Regions from separate parts of the Mus musculus genome. Here regions 2, 3, 4, 5, 6 and 7 are each linked to region 1. Evidence: chromatin contacts called from public Hi-C, HiCAR-type, HiChIP or PLAC-seq and promoter capture Hi-C data. All regions are on one chromosome and are shown on one strand. Each heading gives the region's core, a stretch centred on a gene start, on an enhancer-like site or on the middle of the called end of the contact. The rest is flanking DNA. Distances are from core to core; before and after follow the strand shown. Region 1 holds the start of Wipi2 (WD repeat domain, phosphoinositide interacting 2). Region 2 holds the start of Smurf1 (SMAD specific E3 ubiquitin protein ligase 1). Region 3 holds the start of Mad1l1 (MAD1 mitotic arrest deficient 1-like 1). Region 4 holds the start of Eif3b (eukaryotic translation initiation factor 3, subunit B). Region 5 holds the start of Trrap (transformation/transcription domain-associated protein). Region 6 holds the start of Chst12 (carbohydrate sulfotransferase 12). Region 7 holds the start of Grifin (galectin-related inter-fiber protein).

What was found. Promoter capture Hi-C pulls out the DNA fragments that hold promoters and counts their contacts. Hi-C and Micro-C count contacts between places; a contact is called where the count stands out from the background. HiCAR-type assays count read pairs that join an accessible place to other places. HiChIP or PLAC-seq counts read pairs in DNA pulled down with a chosen protein or histone mark.
Region 2: a contact with region 1 is called in a Hi-C map of B cells, with 6 read pairs. The contact joins the promoter of Smurf1 here to the promoter of Wipi2 in region 1. A contact is called at or near these places in 1 of 484 Hi-C or Micro-C datasets (B cells) and 2 of 9 other capture datasets (adipose tissue and liver).
Region 3: a contact with region 1 is called in a promoter capture Hi-C map of liver, with 6 times the contacts expected there. The contact joins the promoter of Mad1l1 here to the promoter of Wipi2 in region 1. A contact is called at or near these places in 2 of 39 promoter capture datasets (liver and pre-B cells) and 1 of 9 other capture datasets (adipose tissue).
Region 4: a contact with region 1 is called in a Hi-C map of B cells, with 7 read pairs. The contact joins the promoter of Eif3b here to the promoter of Wipi2 in region 1. A contact is called at or near these places in 1 of 39 promoter capture datasets (pre-B cells), 1 of 484 Hi-C or Micro-C datasets (B cells) and 1 of 9 other capture datasets (liver).
Region 5: a contact with region 1 is called in an H3K27ac HiChIP or PLAC-seq map of thymic regulatory T cells, with 10 times the contacts expected there. The contact joins the promoter of Trrap here to the promoter of Wipi2 in region 1. A contact is called at or near these places in 2 of 39 promoter capture datasets (liver and pre-B cells), 1 of 484 Hi-C or Micro-C datasets (CD4 T cells) and 1 of 115 datasets of contacts at active chromatin or transcription factors (thymic regulatory T cells).
Region 6: a promoter capture Hi-C map of pre-B cells shows a contact between it and region 1, with 4 times the contacts expected there. The contact joins the promoter of Chst12 here to the promoter of Wipi2 in region 1. A contact is called at or near these places in 4 of 39 promoter capture datasets (the 3T3-L1 cell line, embryonic stem cells, liver and 1 more), 2 of 484 Hi-C or Micro-C datasets (CD4 T cells and embryonic stem cells) and 2 of 115 datasets of contacts at active chromatin or transcription factors (astrocytes and extraembryonic endoderm stem cells).
Region 7: a contact with region 1 is called in a HiCAR-type map of astrocytes, with 9 times the contacts expected there. The contact joins the promoter of Grifin here to the promoter of Wipi2 in region 1. A contact is called at or near these places in 1 of 39 promoter capture datasets (pre-B cells) and 1 of 115 datasets of contacts at active chromatin or transcription factors (astrocytes).

The regions. Positions count from the first base shown.
Region 1 is chr5:142,628,182-142,631,059 of GRCm38.p6, reverse strand. It overlaps Wipi2 (WD repeat domain, phosphoinositide interacting 2), which reads right to left and starts at 1,476. Exons shown (of 12, transcript NM_178398.4): 1 at 1,228-1,476. The coding sequence starts at 1,301.
Region 2 is chr5:144,964,426-144,967,303 of GRCm38.p6, reverse strand. Smurf1 (SMAD specific E3 ubiquitin protein ligase 1) reads left to right here and starts at 1,474. Exons shown (of 18, transcript NM_001038627.1): 1 at 1,474-1,803. The coding sequence starts at 1,749.
Region 3 is chr5:140,320,142-140,323,019 of GRCm38.p6, reverse strand. It overlaps Mad1l1 (MAD1 mitotic arrest deficient 1-like 1), which reads left to right and starts at 1,468. Exons shown (of 18, transcript NM_010752.3): 1 at 1,468-1,513. It also overlaps a transcript of Nudt1 not described here.
Region 4 is chr5:140,417,929-140,420,806 of GRCm38.p6, reverse strand. Eif3b (eukaryotic translation initiation factor 3, subunit B) reads right to left here and starts at 1,502. Exons shown (of 19, transcript NM_133916.2): 1 at 981-1,502. The coding sequence starts at 1,446.
Region 5 is chr5:144,767,387-144,770,264 of GRCm38.p6, reverse strand. Trrap (transformation/transcription domain-associated protein) reads right to left here and starts at 1,471. Exons shown (of 71, transcript NM_001081362.2): 1 at 1,418-1,471.
Region 6 is chr5:140,504,200-140,507,077 of GRCm38.p6, reverse strand. Chst12 (carbohydrate sulfotransferase 12) reads right to left here and starts at 1,469. Exons shown (of 2, transcript NM_021528.3): 1 at 1,382-1,469. The region is part of intron 4 of Gm38728 (a long non-coding RNA gene); the gene reads left to right.
Region 7 is chr5:140,563,637-140,566,514 of GRCm38.p6, reverse strand. It overlaps Grifin (galectin-related inter-fiber protein), which reads left to right and starts at 1,448. Exons shown (of 5, transcript NM_030022.1): 1 at 1,448-1,473; 2 at 1,770-1,849; 3 at 1,923-2,082; 4 at 2,808-2,878. The coding sequence starts at 1,462.

The DNA of each region.
Region 1 (2,878 bases), core at 227-2,726:
TGCTCATCTAACTAGCCAGGGATCTGCTGGGATTATAGACAGCTGCCTAGCTTTTCTATGGGTGCTGGGATCCCAACTCTGGGCCTCAGAGTTGTGTGACAAGTGCTTTATCCACTGAACCAGCTCTCCAGTGCCCAGGTCCACTATTACTTCTGGACTCAGTGTCTTTAGCATTCTGTTCTAATGTAGAAAAGACCCAGTGTGTTACAACGGAAAGAACACCAGGAGAGCAACCTCAGGGGATGAGAACCCAAGCCTGCCCCATCCCACTATTAGCCAACTTTAAGATCCTGACAGACTCTAGCCCTTTCTGAACTTCACAGTCTCATTTGTGGCTGGTCCCAATTTCAGGACAGCACCTCCTTCTTGAGCTCGTCTAAAGGTCCAACTGAGCACCTGTTGCACCTCCCTCCACACAGGTACTTGCCATTCTCCAATCTAACTTTTAAGTGAGGAAAAACAAAAGCCTCAGTCCCTGCCTTGCTAATGCTATTGTGCCAGTAGCGACCAACTACTTAGTGTGATGCCAAGTGACCCATTCCTCCTCCTCTTACATCACTTCCTCTTACTCACTTCCCAAGATGGCTCTTCTCCCTTCCAGTCCCATAACTCATCCATCCTTCATCAGAAACCTCATCTATTACCTACCTTCCAGGTATGCCAACGAGGCAGCCTTGAAGAACCAGATGGGGAACTACAGGAGTTCAGTCCGGTAAAACAGTGGACCGGTACGAAGGTTCTTTTTTACCCCAGGAATAGCCCACCTCACCCCCTTTTGAAGCTCCCAGACCCCTTGAGGATAAAGTCTCAGATCGAAGGCCTGGATTACTACTGCCGTTTGGTCCTTTTTTGGAGGAGACCAAAGTTACTTGCCAGAAAGGTCGGCAGAGAAGAAATAAGCAAACAGAAAAAGAAAAGCCATGAAAAGCGACAGAAGCAGTGAGGATACAGATGTATAGAAAGGGGGAGGCGGGCGATGCCCAGGATGGCCGCAAAACCGAGTCCGGGTGACAGGCGCAAACCGGCGTGCACAGTTCCTTCCTAACTTTGCGAAAGGCCAGGTCTCAGGACAGGTGGATGGGGGCACCCCGAGTTCCATCACCTCCCCCGGCCCAGGAGGCAGCAGCGCTCGAGCGGCCGCGCGGGCTCAGCACGCCCCCCGCCCATACCCCTCAACCTGACCAGCCCTGGTCTCTGCCCCGGCCCCGCGTCCGCGCCCGGCCTTACGTGTTATCCTGGTTGAAGTTGGCGAACAGCAGCTGGCCGGCGCCGGCCTCTCCGCTCTGGCTCGCCAGGTTCATGGCTGCGAGCGCGCGACGGCCTCGGACCCCCCTTGGCGGGAGCGCGCGCAGCTCGACTCGGGCGGCCCGCGGGAGCACGCTACACTCAGGATCGACGTCCGGTCCGGCAGGTCGCCCCGCTCGCCGCCTCTCGCTGCGCGGGGACCAACTGCCGCCTCATCCCGTCCCCACTCTTGTTTATGCTCCAGAGCCGGGACGGGCTGCGCGCTTGCGCGGTCCCGCCCACCCTCGCGTCGCACGGCGGCGTTCCGCGCAGGCCCGCTGCGTAGGCCCCGCCTCTTCGCCGCAGGCATCCGCGGGTGTTTCCGGTCGACTGCGCATGCATAAAGGTGCGCTGGTGGGTGCGCCTGCGCGTGGCGGAGAGTGGGCGGGGGCTTGCTGTCTGAGAACGGCGAGTTACCTCGTTGGTCCTGAGTCGTTGATCATTGTTCTAGGAACTTTGGCGCACCGCGTTGCTCGAAGAGAATGTCGCACGTCCGTTTTGCAGATTTGAAAAGCGAGGCGCAGAACTGCAAACGATTTGCCAAATGTTGGGTCTGAGACTGGAAAGGCGCGTGCGGTCACGGTCCTTGGGACAGGATTCTACTTTAAATGTATTGGTCCGTGCAACAGTCTATGGGAAGCACCTTTCTCTCCTTCCCGCTGCTTCCCTTCTTTCCTTTCTCTTCTTCCCTTCAAGGAGATAGAAATGTTCTGGTGGCGAAGGTCCTGGAGAAGAGAGAGACTTGTTCTGTGCTGTTAGAACTGAACCTCTAGGCAAGAGGCTGGTAGTTCCCAAGAGCAGTGTGCTGTCCTTGAGGACAGTTAAGCGGGGAGCAAAGTCGAACTTTGTTAGTACAGCCAGAGGGGCAAAGATGGCAAAGTTGTTGAGGAAAAGATGGCGCACACTTTCCCACCCTTCCTGTTTCGTGTTTTTGTTTTGTTTGTTGTCTTTGGATCGGGGCTCATCTATCTTAGGCTAGCTTTGGACTCTGTAGCTGAGGTTGACCTTGAATTCCCGGTCTTCCTGCCTTTACCTCTTAAAAGATTATGGAGCTGCACCACCACGCTTGTTTAAAGTAGCCTTTAAAATGGTTTGCTTTAGCCTTTGGAGACCTTGGCTCTTCTGGAACTCACCATCTTAATCTTCAATGCATAGAAATATACTGCCCTCGGCCATCTGCCCTCCGTCCTCTGCCCTCTGGTGCTGGAATTAAATGTGCTACGATTCCCAGCTTTTCTTTTTTTTTTTTTTAATGAATTCTTTAAGAATTTCATGCAAAGCATTTTGATCATATTCAACCTCACCACCACCCAGATCCACTCTTCTTCCCTACCCACCCAACTTTATGTCTTTTTTTTTTTCAGTCTTTCTTTTTTAAACCCACCAATTCCATTTTGTGTTGCCTATATAGTTTTGGATATGGTCTTCCACTGGAAGACCTATCGGAGATCATACATACCCTTGAAGGAAATTGATTCCCCGTTCCCAGCAGCTACCAGTTAACAACAGCTTAGCTAGGTGTGAGGCTTCATGCCCATCTCTCTTATACATACATCTTGCCTGGCTTAGCTTGCACAGGTCTGGTATATTCCAC
Region 2 (2,878 bases), core at 225-2,724, 2.3 Mb before region 1:
CACTCAAACTCACCAGCACACCTGTACCGTGGGGCTGGAGAGATGCTGAACAGTTAGGAGCACACGTTGCTCTTCCAGAGGACCTAAGTTCAGTTCCCAGCACCCACACGGTGGCTCACAAACACCCGCTCCAGATCCAGCACCTTGTGATGCACACATACAAACACGCACACAAAACACTCCTATATAGGTAACAGAAATATCTAAAAAAAAGCCTCACAAAACTTAGCTTCTTGTGCTTGCACCATCGAACACCTTACCAATGGTGCTATTCTCCCAACACCAATCAAAGACTCCTAAATGGATTTATTCCAACCTAGGGTCTCGCTCTCAGCGACAACGGCTTAGAAATGGAAGCAGAGTTAGAGTCTGGATTAACCGTTGCCCATACACGATCCTATTCTTAAGATATTTTCCCTCCATTATTAAATAGTCTGGGCTGCACAGGCTCATAAAACCAAACTGCCTAGGACAAGAACAGGTACAAGCCTGTAATCCCTGCGCTCCGGAGGCTGAGTAGGGGGAATCACAGTTTTGAGGTCAGCCTCAGCTACAGATGAGCCCCTGTCTCCAAAGAGGGTGGTCAAACGCTGTGGGTAGCTGGTTCTAAGGAAGAACCATAGAGTCTGCCCATGAAGTGAATTAAGTTCAGGTCGGATGGGAGTTTGGTAAATATACGCAGCCTTTTCAAGAACCTTTTATTTCCTCTCTAGAATGCGTTACCATAGAGATTGGTTTGCTTGCTGGGGAAAGAAAGCCCGGCTTTTACTTTTTACCGGCCTGACACTCTGGGGGTTTGGGGGTGGGTTCATCAGAAGGCAGGGACTCGAAAACCCGACTGCTTACTTCTCTGGGTTAGTTCAGTTGCATGCAGGTTCCTATCCACAAAACCACCACCTCTCCATTTACATCCTTCATCTTGTTTAGCTGGTCCATATGCCGCACTTCCTCTGAGTCTAGCCACTTTGTCAATCGAATACACCAGTTGCACAGGGCACATCCGACACTCGATCACTGCGGGAAGTCTTCCCTTGGAACTTGCAGGATCTAGTGTGTACCCACGCGCGCACGCGCGCACGGTTCTTGGGGTTTCATGCAACACCCTGGCTTCCATCAGGAGCTTTGAAAAGTCCGACACTGAAGAAACAATCGGTTCCCCCAAATCGTCGCACAAGCAAATCAGTTGGTTCTGAGATTGTGACTAAGAACCAGCTCCGACTGCGCCGCTTGTGTGTGCGTGTGTGTCGTCTACGTGTGTGGGGCGGTGGTGGCCACGGTGGTGTCTGTTTCAAGGCTCCCCGCCGGCTGCAGGAACCTTGCAGCTCCCCCAGACCCCCTTGCGCGCGCCCAGGACAAGCGCGGTCCGCGTAGCGCCGTGCTCGGGCGCGCGCACGCACGCACACACGCAAGCGCGAGGCCGCGCAGGGCCGGGCCGGCAAGGCGGCGGGCGCGCGCAGCTCGGGAGGCGGCGGCGGAAGCAGCGAGGGCGGCGGGCGTCCGGCTGCGAGCGCGGCGGCTCCGGGCTGGGCCAGCCAGGGGCGGCTCCTGGCGGCGGCGCGGCCGAGCGCTCGGTTCTACGGTTCCAGCCCGTGGTCTCCGGCCCAACGCCTGCGCCGCGCACTCGGCGTCCCGGCTCGGACCCCGGCGCCCAGCCCGTGGCCGTAACCTTGAGGCGGCGGCGGGGCCGGGCCGGGCCGGGCTGGGGGGCGGCGGCACTGGATCCGAGGCCGGCCGGCCGCTGGCGGGAGATGTCGAACCCCGGGACCCGTAGGAACGGCTCCAGCATCAAGATCCGTCTGACAGGTAGGCACGACAGGGCCGCGGCCCTCGCGCCCCTAGACTGTCCCAGGGACCCTGCGGACTCCCGCCCCGCCCCCTCCCCCCCCCCCCCCCTTGCACCGGCCGTTGTCCCGGGACCGCTGCACCCCCTACGGCGTGCGCCCCTCGCTCGCGCTCCCGGCCCCGCCCCCCGGGTGCTCTGCAGGCGCCGCCCCTGCCGCCCCGTCCCCTCCCTCTGCATCAGGGCCCGCCCCTGGCACATCAGGACACGCCCCGCTGCGGCAGCCCCGCCCTCCCTCTGCATCAAGCCACGCCTCTCCGATCTGCAGACTCGCCCCCTTAACTAGGCTCAGCCCTCGACTCTTCTGCAGACTCCCCCTCCCCCTCACAGGCTCCACCCCTTGACTACTTTGTAGCTTTGGCGACCCGCCCTATGGCTCCTCCCTCTGCATCATTCCCCGCCCCCTGCTTGCTCTGCAGGCCCAGGCAGCTGCCTTTTCTGCATTAAGCCTGGCTTGCTGTTCATCCCTCTATCATAGATTCCACCCCTGTGGCTGATTCTCTTGGCCCCGCCTCTGGCTCCTTTCTCTTCAGGTTCTTGCCTATCCCCCCCTGCCCACACTACTCTATCTGCCCACACCTACCATCAGTTGCATATGGGCCACGCCCCCTAGCTTTCTCCCTCTGCCCCTAACTTTACCCTTCTGGATCAGGTCCCGCCCCCTAGCTCCTCCACTACAGGACTCCCCCCCCCCCTCTCCTTTCTGCCCCACACCTACCCTCAGCTGCATATAGGTACCACCCCTCGGGGCCCTCCACCGGTCCCCTCTAGTGTCCTCTCTTGACACCGCCCCAGCACCCTCTGATCCACACCTACCCCCCTGCCTGCTTTTCTTCAGGCCTTGTACATAGCCACACACCTTTCAACTTCATGTAGATCCCGCCCCCTCGCTGCACCTCCACCGCTCTTTCCACCCCTACCTCACATTTTCATCATCCATCTCTTCACTCTCATCCTCCTTCTACCTGCTGTTCCCCTCTAGGCCCACCCCTCACCATCCTCCCGCCTGTCCCCTCCCTCTTTTCCCTTGCAGCTTCT
Region 3 (2,878 bases), core at 219-2,718, 2.3 Mb after region 1:
TGTCCCATAAATACAGACTTAGGTTACCCTATATTCCACATTCCAGTCTGGAAGCAATGAGGAAGTTTTTATAGTAACAGAACAAAGTCATGAGTCAGGGCACCTTAAAAATACATTGGTGGGGGCCAGGTGGTACACTCCTTTATTCTTAGCACTTGGGAGGCGGGCAGAGGCAGGTGGGTCTCTGTAAGTTTGAGGCTAGCCTTGAGTTCCAGGACAGCCAGGGCTACACAGGGAAACCCTGTCTTAAAAAAACCCCAAACAAGGGGCTAGAGAGATGGCTCAGCCGTTAAGAGTACTGACTGCTCTTCCAAAGGTCCTGAGTTCAAATCCCAGCAACCACATGGTGGCTCACAACCATCCGTAATGAGGTCTGACTCCCTCTTCTGGAGTGTCTGAAGACAGCTATAGTGTACTCAAATGTATTAAATAAATAAATTGTTTATTATTTATTAATATTATTTATTAATATCAATAAATAAAATTATTTAAAAAACCCAAAACAAAAACAACCAAACAACCAAAGCAAACCAAGCCATTGGTGGTGGGCCAGAGAAATGGCTCAGGTTAAGATCACCAGGTTCAGTGCTCAGCACACACATGTTGGCTCACAGACATCTAACTCCCGTTCCAGAGGCTCTGCTGACCTCATCTGGTCTCTATGGACATCATGCATGCACATGAAACACCCATACACAAAATAAAATAATAAAACATAAAAAACCGGCCTGTTGGAAGATTTAAGTAGGCAGTTACACCAAAGAGAAATACCAGCTATATGCTTCTGATGCTGTCCGGGGGATTTTGGTTGGTAGAAACCGGGTTTTAATTTATTCCAAGAGGTTTTTATTCATTAGTCACAACACGTTAGAGCTGACGCAGAGGCAGGAAAGCAACGGGTAGGAAGGAGGCTAAAGACATAGCCCCTAGACAAATTTCATCAGGCTCTGGACCCGCAACGTGAAGGACTTCTTCCCAGGACTTCTCATTCACAAAAGAAAGAAAGTGAAACAAGCTAACCAATCAAAACAGTGCCCAAACAAAACAACCTGTGTATACAAAGTGGCAAGATTCAGAGGCAACGCAACTTTCCAAAACTTTGTTCCCTTTCCGAGCGTGCCCAGCAGTTGTGCGGCAAGCCTTTAATTCCAGGGAGGCAGAGGCAGGCACGGGTGGATCTTTGTGAGTTCGAGGCTACACAGAGAAACATTGTCTCAAAAACAAAAACAAACAAACCTTTCCTCCTGCGCGGTGCTATTCCATACATTACGGCGCACCCCGGGGCAGTGGAAGAGCGCCCTGCGGGACAGGCAGCCGGGCCCAGTTTGGTTCCGGGTCCCCTGGCGGGACTGCGGTTTGTTCTCAGGCTACGCCCGTGGAGCACATATTTAATTCTTTACGGGCCGTTTTCTCAGATCTCGCGAGACCCCGGCGGAAGTCTCGCGATATATAGACACCGGCGGAGAGGAGGGAGATCTGAGCGGCTGCTGCAGCACCGGGCTCCTCAACTGAGGTAAGGGACCCGGTGGCGGGATCTGCGAGCGCCCCAGGCGCCTCGCGCCCTGCCCGACCGTAACGAGGCCACGGGAGGGAGCTGTCTGCTGCCATCGACACGCATGCATTCTGAGTCGGTCCTGTCGCGCGCCTTCCCTTTGCCGGGTCCCCCGTGTCTCCCTCCCGGGGCCGCTCTGGACGGTCTCCCACCCCGGTGTCCCGCTGCAGAGCCTGGGGTGGCGGGCCTGGACCGGGACCGGGACGGGGGCGGGGGCGGAGGGGACAGCGTGGCCCACTGTGGGCTGAAGGGCTCCCGGGGTTGGAGTCGGTTATTTTGTAGGTCCCAGGGATCGAACTCAGGTTGACCAGTCTTGGTGGCAAGCCCCGGTGAGCGCTGAGTCGCATGTCAGGCCCACTGTGTGTGTGTGTGTGTGTGTGTGTGTGTCTGTCTGTCTGTCTGTCTGTCTGTTTGTTTTTGGCAGTACTGTTGATTGACCAAGGAACTTATGCATTCTACCACTGAGCTATGTCCCCAGTCCTTTTAAAAATTAATTAATCGGCTAATTAATTGATTTGTGTGTGTTTGCATATATATACCAGGCTTCCTGTCGAGGTTGGAGGATAACTTAATTCTCTTCTTCTTCCATATGGGTCCTAAAGATGGAACCTTGCTTGTCTTGTCTTGCCCTAAAGTGCCTTTACAGATTGAGTTGTTTTCAGTCCCCATTCTCGCAGAGCAGTACGCTAAGCAGTCACCTACTCTGCTGCCTCCTCAGCCCAATCCTTACTTTTTCTTCTTAATTTTTATTCTGTGATGGGGCTTCCCAAGTTTTCCGGGCTGATCTTGAACTTGCCACCAGCCCTTGAATTTGTCTCAGCCTTCTGAGTACCTGGGATGACAGACCTGTGTCACCAAGTGCTAGGTTCTCAGGCTGTCCCTTGGCTGAAACCAGAAAGAAGGTGTGTGTGTCCCTGTTAACTCAGGAGCCATCCAGAGCAGCTGGTGTCCTGGAAAGTCTGCTGTCTGGAAGTTCAGGGTTCTTGTGGAGAGGGTACAACTTGAGGTGGCGCTTTAGTTACCTGTGTGGTGTCGTGGCTTCTGAAACCGCAGCCCTTCATTCTTGTGTGTTAATGGCAGAGTTCTTGTGTTGGTCCGAAGAGGGAGGACAGAAAGTGTGTCTTGGTGAGCAAAGGCCCACTTCTCCCACTGTGCCTGTTGTCCACCTGGCCACTAGCTTCGCTTTGTCATATGTGTAATTGGGGTGCACACCACGGTTCTTGTAAGTGGGAAATTCAGAAGAAATTTCTGCAAAGTTACCCCCCCCCCCCACACACACCCGTTTTGAGATTGGGTCTAGCTGTATTTTTAGGTTTTTGTATAACC
Region 4 (2,878 bases), core at 253-2,752, 2.2 Mb after region 1:
CAAGGCTGGAGCCTATAGATTCCTCACATTAGTTTATCGGCTTCTCACTCTTAGCCATCTTTCAAGAAATAAGCCAGGCATGGTGACTCACATCTCAAATCCTGGCAATCTGAAAGTGGAGGCAGAAGGATGGGGATCAAAGACAGCTTCAGCTTCATAAAGAGCTGGCCAGCCTGGACCATGCCAGACCCTGTTTCACAACAAAACAAAACAACCCCCACAAACATACAAAAGGATTAAGTCAAACAATGGTGACATCAAATGACGACCTCTTGAAATATTGTAAGTTCTAAGTTGACAACTATATTGGGGCGCTGAATTTTCATGGTAGTTCAAAAGCAATTGTTTGGGAGTACATGTCTGTAGGACCAGCACCGTGAAAACTGAGAAGAACCAAGAGTTCAATTTCAGCCTGAACTACATAGAGAGGCCCTGTCTCGTTTAAAAAAAAAAAAAAAAAAGTGGTGTTCTTAGGCCCTTTGGCCCTTGGTATTAGCCACACCAACACATGAAGGAACTGGCTCAAGTGAAGTTGAAACGGCAGAGGAACACATGCTATCAACTGTCAAAAAAGATTTTAGGAATCTGGCTCCTGTGCAGGTAGACAGAAACAATGCCTTTAAAAAGCCAGTCACCATAGAAGAAATCATGAAGTAAGCGGCCAAACGAACAATGTGAAAAAGCAATGGTCCAGGGTACCGACCTAGTAAAAGGAAGCAGGTTGGTAATGTGCTTGGGTCCGATGGCAATGCCTTACTACGGAAACCATTGGGAACACAGCAACTGGTCAACCCTGGAAACCCTTGGCCAGGAAACTGGAATGCCCCCAGATAGTCCTGTTCGTCCTGCCCTCCACCAACCCCCAGGTGCAAGGGCTTGCCGCAGAAACGGACTCCCCAAATGGTCCCCCACTGTAGAGGAAACAAGATCGTTGTAACCGGGAGACCTCGCGCCCTGGCCGGGGACACGATCGCCCTTACCTTCCTCGCTCACGTCGTCTACGAAATCCTCGGGGTCGCTGAAGGAGGGCTCATCTGCCTCTCCGTTCTCCAGAGCCCGCGGCTCCGCCTCAGCCGCGCTCCCATCAGACCCGCCCTCCTCCTCCGCTCCAGCCGAGGGGTGCCCCCGGGCCTGCTCGCCAACGGCCTCTGCCTTCCCGGGAGCAGAGGGCTCCTGCGACGGGGACCGCTCCGCCGACTGCGGCGTGGGCGAGGCGGCCGGACTCGTCGCCGTTTCCTCTTCGGATTGGGCCGCCGGCTTGGCCCTCACTTCGGGCTCCGGTCCGGCCTCGGCGTCTTCTTCGGCGTCTTCCGTCTGCCCCACTTCGGACCCCCCAGACCCTGCCGCCTCGTCCGTCGGCGGCGACTCGGAGGCCGGCTGCTGCCTCGCGGGCTCAGCCCGCTCCTCGGCCGCCTCGGGCACCGCCACGTTCTCAGCGTCCTGCATGGGCCCGCGCTGCTTCTCACCCGGCTCGGCCGCCCTGCTTCCGACTCCCAGAAGTCACCGCGCGCCGCTAGCGCGGAGCCATGTGCGTGCAGCGATGGGATCGTACCAAGATGTGGCTCGGGGGAGACACCCACGCCCTCATTCCTCACGATCAGCCCGAGAAAACTCAGATATGCATAAAAATCTAGAAACAATTAAAATAATAAGTTTCAAGATATGCAAGTTTATTTATAGCCCAAAAGGTTTTTTAAGGTAGCAAATAAATTCACAAGGATATGTGGCTCCCCCATTCTAGCTAAGAAATAGTTGCGTCCAAGATGGTAGAAGTTCCTTTGCCTCTCCCAGCGGGCGCTACGGGGAAGGACTGTACTATCTGGGGAGCATCAAGTGGATTCTCAAATGATTAACACGCGTAACTGTATGAAGACAAAATATGTGACCATAAAATAATGCCAAGACAACTGAAAGCTCCACACATGATTCTTTGTAAGCTTTGCTTTTAATCAGACAGACTGCTTGACTGACATGACTGGCTTCGCTCCCCCGTAAGGTCTTGCATTTTAGACCGGTCCACTGACGGGGCAAAAGAACGAAGGGTTCCAAAATTACGCGAGGAGCTCGCCGACAACCAGGGGCCGCCAACACACACAAGAATGACTGCCCGCACAATGCAGAGTCGTGTGATGAGCGGCTTTAATCTCAATGGCCATCCTCACTGCAGCGGCTCGCAATTTAGCGTTGGCCCCAGACGTGAAAGTCACTGTGATTCTGTCTGCCGGTGACTGCGGTCTTCACGCGCGGGAGAGCGCGATCACGTGGGCCAGCGTGGGGTGGACGGGACGGAACCTTCGTGGAGTGACCAGGGGGACCCCAAGAGTGGTTTGCTTGAAAAGATAGTCAAGATTTTTGATACTTCCAGTTCAAAGTTTCGAAAATCTTAATAAGAACTAGTTGAGGGGACTAAGAGCTTAAGAACACAAGTTTCGCTCTCAGTACCCATATGGTAGTTTACAACCATCTCTTAACTCGAATTTTTTTTTATGCGTATCAGTGTTCTGCCAGCAAGTCTGTCTGTGCACCGTGTACAAGCGGAGGCCGAAAGAAGGCATCGTATCACGCGCAGGACTTAGAGTAGACAATTATGAACCGCATGTCGTTGCTGGCAATAGAACCCAGGCTCTCTAGAAGAGCAGGCAATGCTCTGAACTGTTGAGCCTAATTTAAAAGACAAAACAACAACAAAAACAGTTGAGTCACCTCTCTGGTCCCAGATCATTCCTAAGAAAAAACAAACAAAACTTTCCTTTTTTTTTTTTTTTAAAGGACCTGTTAGTTGACCAGGAAGCATAGACTTGGAATCCCAGCACTGGGGAGACTGAGGCAGAAAGATCATGCCAGCCTGTGCGATATAAAGACTAAACCACAAAACATG
Region 5 (2,878 bases), core at 222-2,721, 2.1 Mb before region 1:
ATCCCACCCCAACCAGTTTAAGAAAATATAAAACCAGCTAAGCATGGGGGCAAATGGTTTTAATCCCAGCACGCAGGGGACAAGAGGCCAGCCTGTTGTACATAGTGAATTTTAGGCTAGTCAGGGTTACCTGAGACCTTGGGAAAATATACACACTACATCATGGTAGAGCCTTGTCCTGGGTTTTATCCCCCAGTATTGTATAAATAATAAACTATTCTCCTAAGCATTACCTCAAAGACTGTGGATCTTATCTACAGTCGAGGCACAAAACACAAAGCATGCTTTTTATCATTACATTTTCTTAACTGGGGTGGAAGAAGGTGTGTGCCACACAGCACATGAGGAAGTCAGGGGACCACTTGTGGGACGTCTGTTCCTTCCATCCACCGTGTGGGTCTCAGGGATTGAACTCGGGTCATCGGGCTTGGCAGCAAGCAACCTTTACCCACTGAACCAACTCACCGGCCCCAAAGCATACTTTAAAAGCACCACAGTGACTTGGAAAACAGGAACGTTGACTCCTGGCTCATAAGGTAAAGCGCTTGGAGCCAAACCTGGAGACCTATCTTGATATGTGACCACAGGGTGGAGGGGGAGAACTGAGTCCCACAGGCTGACCTCTTAGCTCCACATGCATGCCGAACACACATACACAAACAAGCAAATGCTTAAAAAATAAAAAGCTGAGTGTGCCAGTGCACGCCTTTAACCCCAGGACTCTGTGGATCTCTGTGAGTTCTAGACCAGCCAGGCCTACATAATACCAGAGACCCTGTTCCTAGGGAGAGAAGAGAAAAGCTAAGGATACTATCAGCCTTGCTACCGTGACTTGGCAAACTCTTGCTTTTCCTATCAGAGTTCCTCCTTCAAACACTGGAGGTCCCTCATACTCACCGACTATTAACTAGACTCAGGGTCAAGGCATTCTTAAGAACAAAACAGAAGCCCTAATCCTGGCCAAACTTTTTATCTAGCTTTTCTGCTGTGGAGGCGGTGTTGTGTAGCTCGGGTAGGAGGAGCAGGCTGATGTAGATGTACGGTTGGCCTTGATTGTTGAGCTTCCAGCCCCGACCCCTGACAGGCCTGTGTACCATCACCCCAGGGCTAGGAGGTTCTGGGGAATCGAACCCAGGGTTTGGTGTGCTAGGGGGACACTCTACCCTCTGAGCTATAGCCCAATCATCTGCGCAAACTTTTGCGACACTTAATCTCCTTTTTATAAGCCACTCAGTAAAAGTGCCACTTCCGAGCTCCCACCCGATCCTCCCAGGGACCAGGCCTAGCTTCTCCCTGGGCCAAGAACCTGAAAGCAGGGGGCTACCCTATCCGCCTGTGGATTCTGGAAGGAGGTTCTGAGCTTTTCGAGAGGATATGGATTCAGGCCTGGATGCCCTCGAGCCCACGGAGTCCCCACCCAGGTAAGGAAAAGGCAAACGGCCCCACAGCCCGCCGTCCTCCATCGGGTCCGCCCCGCCCACGACGCCCGGCTGGCTGGACAACGCGCCTCCGGGCCGCCAGGGGGCGCCGTAGCCGCCGCTACCTTCACTCTCAGCGTCTGGCCCAGAGAGCCAGGAGCCTGCGTGGAGGCCCGCAGATGCCAGGATGGCTTTGGTGGGGTGCCGCAGCCCCCTCGACTCCTCACTCAATCCCTTCGCGTCGCAAACGGCCTTCGGGTTCCCTCCTTTTGTCGCCGATCCTTCCCGGGACTCTCAGCGACTGCCCCCCAGCAGGCCGCTGAGCTACGGCAAGCGCCGAGGGCCAACCTCCGCGGCCGCTAGCGCTGCGCGTCCCTCCATCCGCTCCAGCGCAGCCCGGCGCCGCGGAGGACTAAATGCTGCAGTGTGGCTGATCTAGTTTAGGAGGGCTCCTGGGGGGCCGGAAGGACCTCGGTCAAGCAGGGACAGCCTTCTCCACTTCTCCGTGGAGCCGTCGTGCTGCACCGACTCTCTCCCACGCCTGAGACACGCACGCGCGTGCATCTCCCGGGACCGTTCACCCGCCCTCCCTTGCGCTTACCGGGACCTGCCGACTAGCCCCCAGCATCCGGGCCCGAGTCCCCAAGAACTCTCGCCGCCGACGCCGCTGCTGCTCCTCGCTCAGTCCCGCCCCGGCTTAAAGCCGCGGCGTCCGCCCACCAGAACTAAGCTCGGGCGCACCGCCCCCAAGTGGGTGCGGCCTGGGCGGGCAGCGGGGCAGGGAGGGGCGGTCTGCCGCCTTGGGTGGGCGTGCTGTCCTTTTAAATCATCGCCTGGGTGACCTATCTGCTGAGCACCTAGGCCGGTGGGGCTCTGGGCTGCTGCAGCTTCAAGATTCGTCATCGCCTCCACACCCAACCCCGTGTCCCTTTTCCTCGCAGGAACCAGACTGAAGGGTGATTGACACCCGAAATACCTCTCCAGTTGGTTCACTGTGTGTGTGTGTGTGTGTGTGTGTGTGTGTGTGTGTGTGTGTGTGTGTGTGTATGTGTGGCCTTCAGGGCTGGACTTCCTTCCCTGAGATTTTATTTTTCCTCTTCCAGCAATGCTGGGTGTTGAACTTAGGGCTTCACATCCACTAGGCCAGCTGTGTGTGTGTGTGTGTGTGTGTGTGTGTGTGTGTGTATGTGTGGCCTTCAGGGCTGGACTTCCTTCCCTGAGATTTTATTTTTCCTCTTCCAGCAATGCTGGGTGTTGAACTTAGGGCTTCACATCCACTAGGCCAGCGCTCTATTGCTGATCAGCCGCCTGAGAGTGAAGTAGTTCCTGCAAGACTTTAATCACAGCACTGGGGGGGGGGGGGGGGGGGGGGGCCGGGGGGGGGGAGGCAGGCGGATTTCTGAGTTCGAGACCAGCCTGGGATAGGGGCAGATAGACTGACATCCAGTTGGCTTAAAGGC
Region 6 (2,878 bases), core at 220-2,719, 2.1 Mb after region 1:
GCTAGACTTCAACTGTAGACCCTCCTGCCTTCACCTCTTGGGGATTACAGGTACGTGCCACCTTTCCTGGCATTCTCTTTGCATACCGCAAACGTCTTTCATACACTTGGCACTCAAGTGGCCCTGAACCAGGACGACCTGAGCTACCCAGGGCCCATGGTTCCCAGCATTCCACCCAATATGGTGGTTTGCCCTTACAGCAGGAAACTGAAGATGCAGACCCACGAAAGCGACATGACAATACGGGTACAAGCAAGCTCAGCCCCAGATCCTAGCAAGGAAATTAAACATGAAGGTACAGGCAGGCCCTTTTGTAATTTTTGTGTTGTTTTGTTTTAAGTCTGAGTCTTACCCTGTAGCCCAGGCTGGCCTGAACCTCACTATGCGGCCCAGGCTGCCCTCAAACTCACAGCAATCTTCTTGCCTAAGCTCACAAGAACTGGCACCACGCTCCACCTTAGGCAACTCGCTCCACCTTAGGCAACTCGCGAAGTTGCAGTATCATACCCAGCACATAGCAGTTTCCCAACAATCTTTTTTCTCTCCTTCACACCCGGAAACAGGGCCCTAACTCATGTTACCTAGGCTGGAGCCACACGGTGCTGTCCCAGCAATGGAAGGCTCACAGCCCCGTTCTCCCCCGAGGGTGACATTCCCACTCAATTCCGGGGCTCCCAGCGCAGCGTGGGATTATAAAATAAATAATTTAAGAAGGGTGCAAACATTACAGCTCTCTGTGCGACAGCTAGGCGGATGTGCGGAAGGAACCCAAGGTCTGCCAGCGATGTCTTCGTGGCCAGAAGCCCAAAGAGAAGATAGGTCCTACTGTTAGCCACTAATGCGCGGCTTCCTGTGGCCCACCAGGCATGAGGCTGCTGCTGGGGGCACCCGCAGCAATGCACAGGGCAGGAGGATGCTCAGTAGACTGGGGTGAGATGTGGGGCCAGTGCTTGCTCGGTACAAAACCTGGCTTCGGAGACAGCCTCCTGCAAGGTCTGGCCGGGACACTGCAGCACAACAGTCTCTGAACAATTGCTTTCTCGCCTGGACACCCAAACAGCCAGAGGCAAAACTGGGAAGGTGTTTTCCCAACCTCCGAGCCAGCCGCTACTACTGCAAAGGAGGTCGGCCAAGTGGCCACACCTTCCTCCACGCATTCTGCAGGGCTGCACAAGAAGATGGCTCAGAGAAGGTGCACGCTTGGCTAAGGTTACACAGCCAGCTGGACAGAACTGGGATTCGAACCCGGGACCACGTGGGAGCTGCCTAAGCCAGGCAGAAGGAGGTACCAATCTGCATCGCCAAACCATGGACCATCGCCCCACCCTAGGACTCGGGACTCCTACGCACCCCTCGCTCTGCTCGAGCCTGCGCTCCTCACCTAGCGCCCGCCACAGTCACCGCCGCTGCTGCTGTTGCTGGTGATGCTGATTCTGCAGCCGAAATCGCCTCCTCCCGCTAGCAGCCCCGCCCGAGGCGCGGCTCCGCCCCCAGGCAGACCTCCCTCCATCCTCTCGCGAGAGCTAACGAGCGGGACTACGCCCGTTCTGGATGCGCTTGCGCACTTCTCCCCGTTCCTGCCCTCGCCAGCCAGTGCCATGTGGCACCTTATTTACGGCCAGAGATTGGTCCCACCCACCATCCCTGAGCGTCCCGCCCCTTTTGCAGCAACCAATCCGGAGTGGGGGCGTGGCTGATCTCAAGGGGCGTTGCCTGTCTCGCAGTTTGAACTTGCAACGTGGGCTGTGCAAGCTGACAATCCTGTCAGAGTTTATGGGGCTTAAGAGAGACCATGCAGGTAAAGCTCTTAGTGAGAGCCAGGCATGGTGCAAGCTGTCACCGCAGCTACTTGGCAGGGGGGAGGGAGGAACGGGAGGGGCTGAGGCAGTAGGATAGGAAGTTCCAGGTTAGCCGTACTTAATGAGAGCCTGTCTCAAAAACAAACAAACAAACAAACAAACAAGGTATGGGGAGAGGATTCAGTGGGTAAATGAGGTGCTCGCCTCACAAAGGTGAGAAACTGTGGTCAGATCCACAGAACCTGTGAACAGCCCATGCTCGTGAGCCAGGCTCCGTGGTGCTTGCCTGTATGGCAAGACCGGGAGGCAGAGAGAGAGTCTGGAGCTTGCTGGCTCCCTAGCCCTCTCTATATGGTGAAGTTTCAGACAAAAGAGAAGCTCTGTCTCAAACAGAAGTTGGAAGGTGCCTGAGGTTGTCCTCTGAGTCCCACATATCACACATGAGGTGCACACATGCACCTGCAAAAGAAAGCTAGCGTGGTGACGCACACTTAACATCCCAGCACTGAGCTGCCTTCCCAAAGCAGGGGACTGGTTCCGAGCCAACGGGCTCTCCCAGTGCCTAGGGTTAGAAGCCTCTTTCTGTAGCAGTATGACACAGAATGGCAGAGGACAGAACCTAGGAAGATTTATTATATTCTGGTGGCAGATGATCCCATCTTACTAACTAGGATTCAAAACCTACAGCTGAGTCCCCTGGGTTGCCATGTGTGCGTGTGACCTGCTCAGGCTGCTCTAACTGTAACACAGACCCAGCCTCAACTATGGACAGCTCTTTTCCTAGGGTTCTGCAGGCCAGATGCCAGGAGTTGAGGTAGCAAGCAGGCTGGTTCTTGCAGAGAGCCCTGCAGGAGCATCTTCCAGCCCTTCTCTTTACCTCCCTTTTGCGTACTTCAGCCCAGATTTCCATTTTCATAAGGGCACAGCCAGACAAGATCAGGACTATCCCATGACCTCATTTCATTACCATTCTCCTGGCTCAGTCTCCAAATAAGGTCATCTCTAAGGCACTAGGAGCTAGAGCACCAACATCTCTTTCCTTTTGGGGCTGGAAGATAGAACACAATTCAATCTATAAC
Region 7 (2,878 bases), core at 199-2,698, 2.1 Mb after region 1:
TGTATTGCACATCCAGAGAATTTGAAGATGGACATCTCGTCCCAGCAGCATCCCTACATAGGGGAAAGGAGAAGGGGAAAGCCATGAAGCCGGCCTGCAGTCTCCTAGTGGGCCCTGCGGCCCAGGGCTTTAGTGTGTGTGGTTTTGAGAGACTGTCACAGGGACCTGGGACTTGCCAGGGTCTCCTGACTGGCTGGCTGGAGACCCCAGCACAGACCACTGTGTTCTGTGCCTTGCACAAGTGCTGGGCATCAAACTCAGATCCCCCTACTTGCGCAGCAAGCACTTACTGATGGTACTTCTTCCCCATGGCCCTCCAGGAAGGTGAGCATGTGGGGTCTGCAGACTCTGCACCCAGCCAGGCAGGTCCAGCAGGCTCACCCCAGGGAATCTCTGTTGCTCTGGGCTGCCCCCTGCAGGCTCAGCCAACCCTGCCATGCTAGTGAGCCATCTCTGTGTCCTGCTTGACCTTGGTACCCATAGCTCCCTGCCAGACTGTGTCCATCCGTGCAGCGGTATCTGGGAAGAGGCAAAGCAGGCCAGAGGCTCAGCCCTGCCAGGGCCTGGAGAGAAGAACGGTGGCAGAGGGGACCCACGGGGACAGGAGAAAAGGAGACACGTGCTTGTTACACACTCATCTGCAGGCTTTACCCCCAAGGCTCTGGGCCCCCACCACAGCTACACTGTGACCCAACTTCCCCCTTCAGAGAGTCCCAGAGGCCCCCATAACCGCCCCCACAGACTTGGGCTTCTCTCCTCCATCCTTGAGGTGGCCTCGAGGGCCCCAGTGGATCCTTCTCATTGGCTCAGCCCAAGAGGCAGCCGGCCAGGAGAGGCGTGGGGGTGTGGGAAAGGCCCTCCCCATCTGTAGACTGGACACTGGAATGTGCTGAGCAGAGCCAGGCCTAATCCCCATTCATCCCCTTGAGGCCACTGAGCCACTGCAGCGGGGCAGCCCTGGGATGGAAGGGGACTGGATCAGGGACACATTCCCAGTATGGTAGACAGTTGATGGATGGTCAGACTGAGGTCATAAGGTCAGCCAGGGTTCTATAGGAGGACACACTTTCTTCACTCTTTGAGACCGATGGGGTCAGTGTGAGGCTCTGGAGTATGGGAGTTGGGGGGGGCCCTGGTTACACCCTCCCTACAAAGATGGGTGATGTATCCCCAGATGTGCACAAGACCCTGAATAGTGCTGGTGGCAGAGCTAGGTAGACCTGGGGAAGTATGTTGAAAGGACCAGTGTATTCACTGATGAACCCAGGGCAAGAGCGCTGCCACTAAGCCATGTACCCAGCCCCCTCTCCAGCAGGGTTAGCCTGAGGGGGGAGGAAAAATGGGGCACAGAGGTCCATGTGACCCAGACAAGGCCCCTAGAGGTGGGGCCCCCATGCCCCGCCCCAGCGGGCTCTGCTATATCTCCAGCTGCCTCATCCCCACACCCAGTGGCTGAGGGCAATGACACTGCAGGTGGGTAAGATCCACAGCCCAGGGAGGTTGCAAATGCTGGAGAAGGAAGTGGAGTGGGGGGGTGGGCGCCTGGTGGGGCCACCTACTCCACTATAGAGCTGGGAATGTTTATAGCTTCTCCTCAGCCCCCAAGCAGAGAGGCTGTGGGGGTAAGGTTGGACCACCACACCCAGAGCAACATGGAAGTAGAGGCTTGGGCTTGGTGGGAGCCGGTGTCCCTGAATAAACAGCACACTTGATGGGGAGGAAGGAGGTTGCAGCCCTCTGGGGCTCTGTCCCCTGTGTTTTGCCTTCAGTTCGAAGCCTTCTGTGCAGGGGGTCTGGCCCCTGGCTGGAGCCTGACTGTCCAGGGACATGCAGATGCTGGAGAAGAGAAGTAAGAGCCTCCCTCGCTGGGGTCGGGACCCTCCAGCCACACTCCTGACCCTAATCACACTCTCCACCCATAGGTTCGAGATCAACTTCTTAACAGACGCCGGAGACATCGCCTTCCACGTCAAACCTCGATTCTCCAGCGCCACGGTGGTGGGCAATGCTTTCCAGGGAGGACGGTGGGGGCAGGAGGAGGTGTCCAGCATATTCCCACTGACTCTGGGAGAGCCCTTTGAGGTGATGGGGTCTGTGGGAGGAAGGAGAGGTGGGGTGGGACACCTAGGACCCGTGAAGACAGGGACTGCGGAGGATAAATGCATGGGCTGGTGCACCCTGCTGGGCCGAGTGGCCTCCTTTCACGGAGTTTGTTCACAGGGTGTCTCTCTCTCTCTGGCTACTAACCACCTTCTCTTGGTGAAAAGAGGGATCCCCAGCTAGGAACTCAGGACCAGGTGGTCCACACCATGCTTTGCCAAGTAGCCAGGGTTGTGTTTTATAAAATGCGGCAGGAGGGAGCACCTTGGTGGGCCAGGCCAATGAGCACCTTGGTGGGCCAGGCCAATGTGTCGTCGTCCCCGTCCCCCCCCCCCCCCCCGAGGAATCAGCACCGTGCAACAGGCCTAGTACAAAATGAAGTTTATTGGAGGGAAAGGAAGGCAACGTGGAAAGGGGATAGTGGCAGAGAAAAGGGGGCAGAGAAGGACAGAAAGACAGAGGAGAGAAGACAGAAAGAGGAAGAAAGGTAGAGGCTGGCTGAGAACACGTGGAGAAGAGAGAGAAGAGAGGGAGAGAGGGAGAGACAGAGACAGAGAGACAAAGAGGAGCCAAGCTGAATGAATAGTCCTGGCTCACACTTGGCTGCTGTTGGGTGGAGCCTGGAGAGATTGCTGACAGCCAAGAAGGCTTCTGTGGTTGGGGCCCAGAGACACCCCCCACACACACACACTTTCCCTTCCCCTCAGATGGAGGTGAGTGCAGACGCAGAACACTTCCACATTTATGCCCAGGAACAAAAGGTGCTCCAGTTCCCACA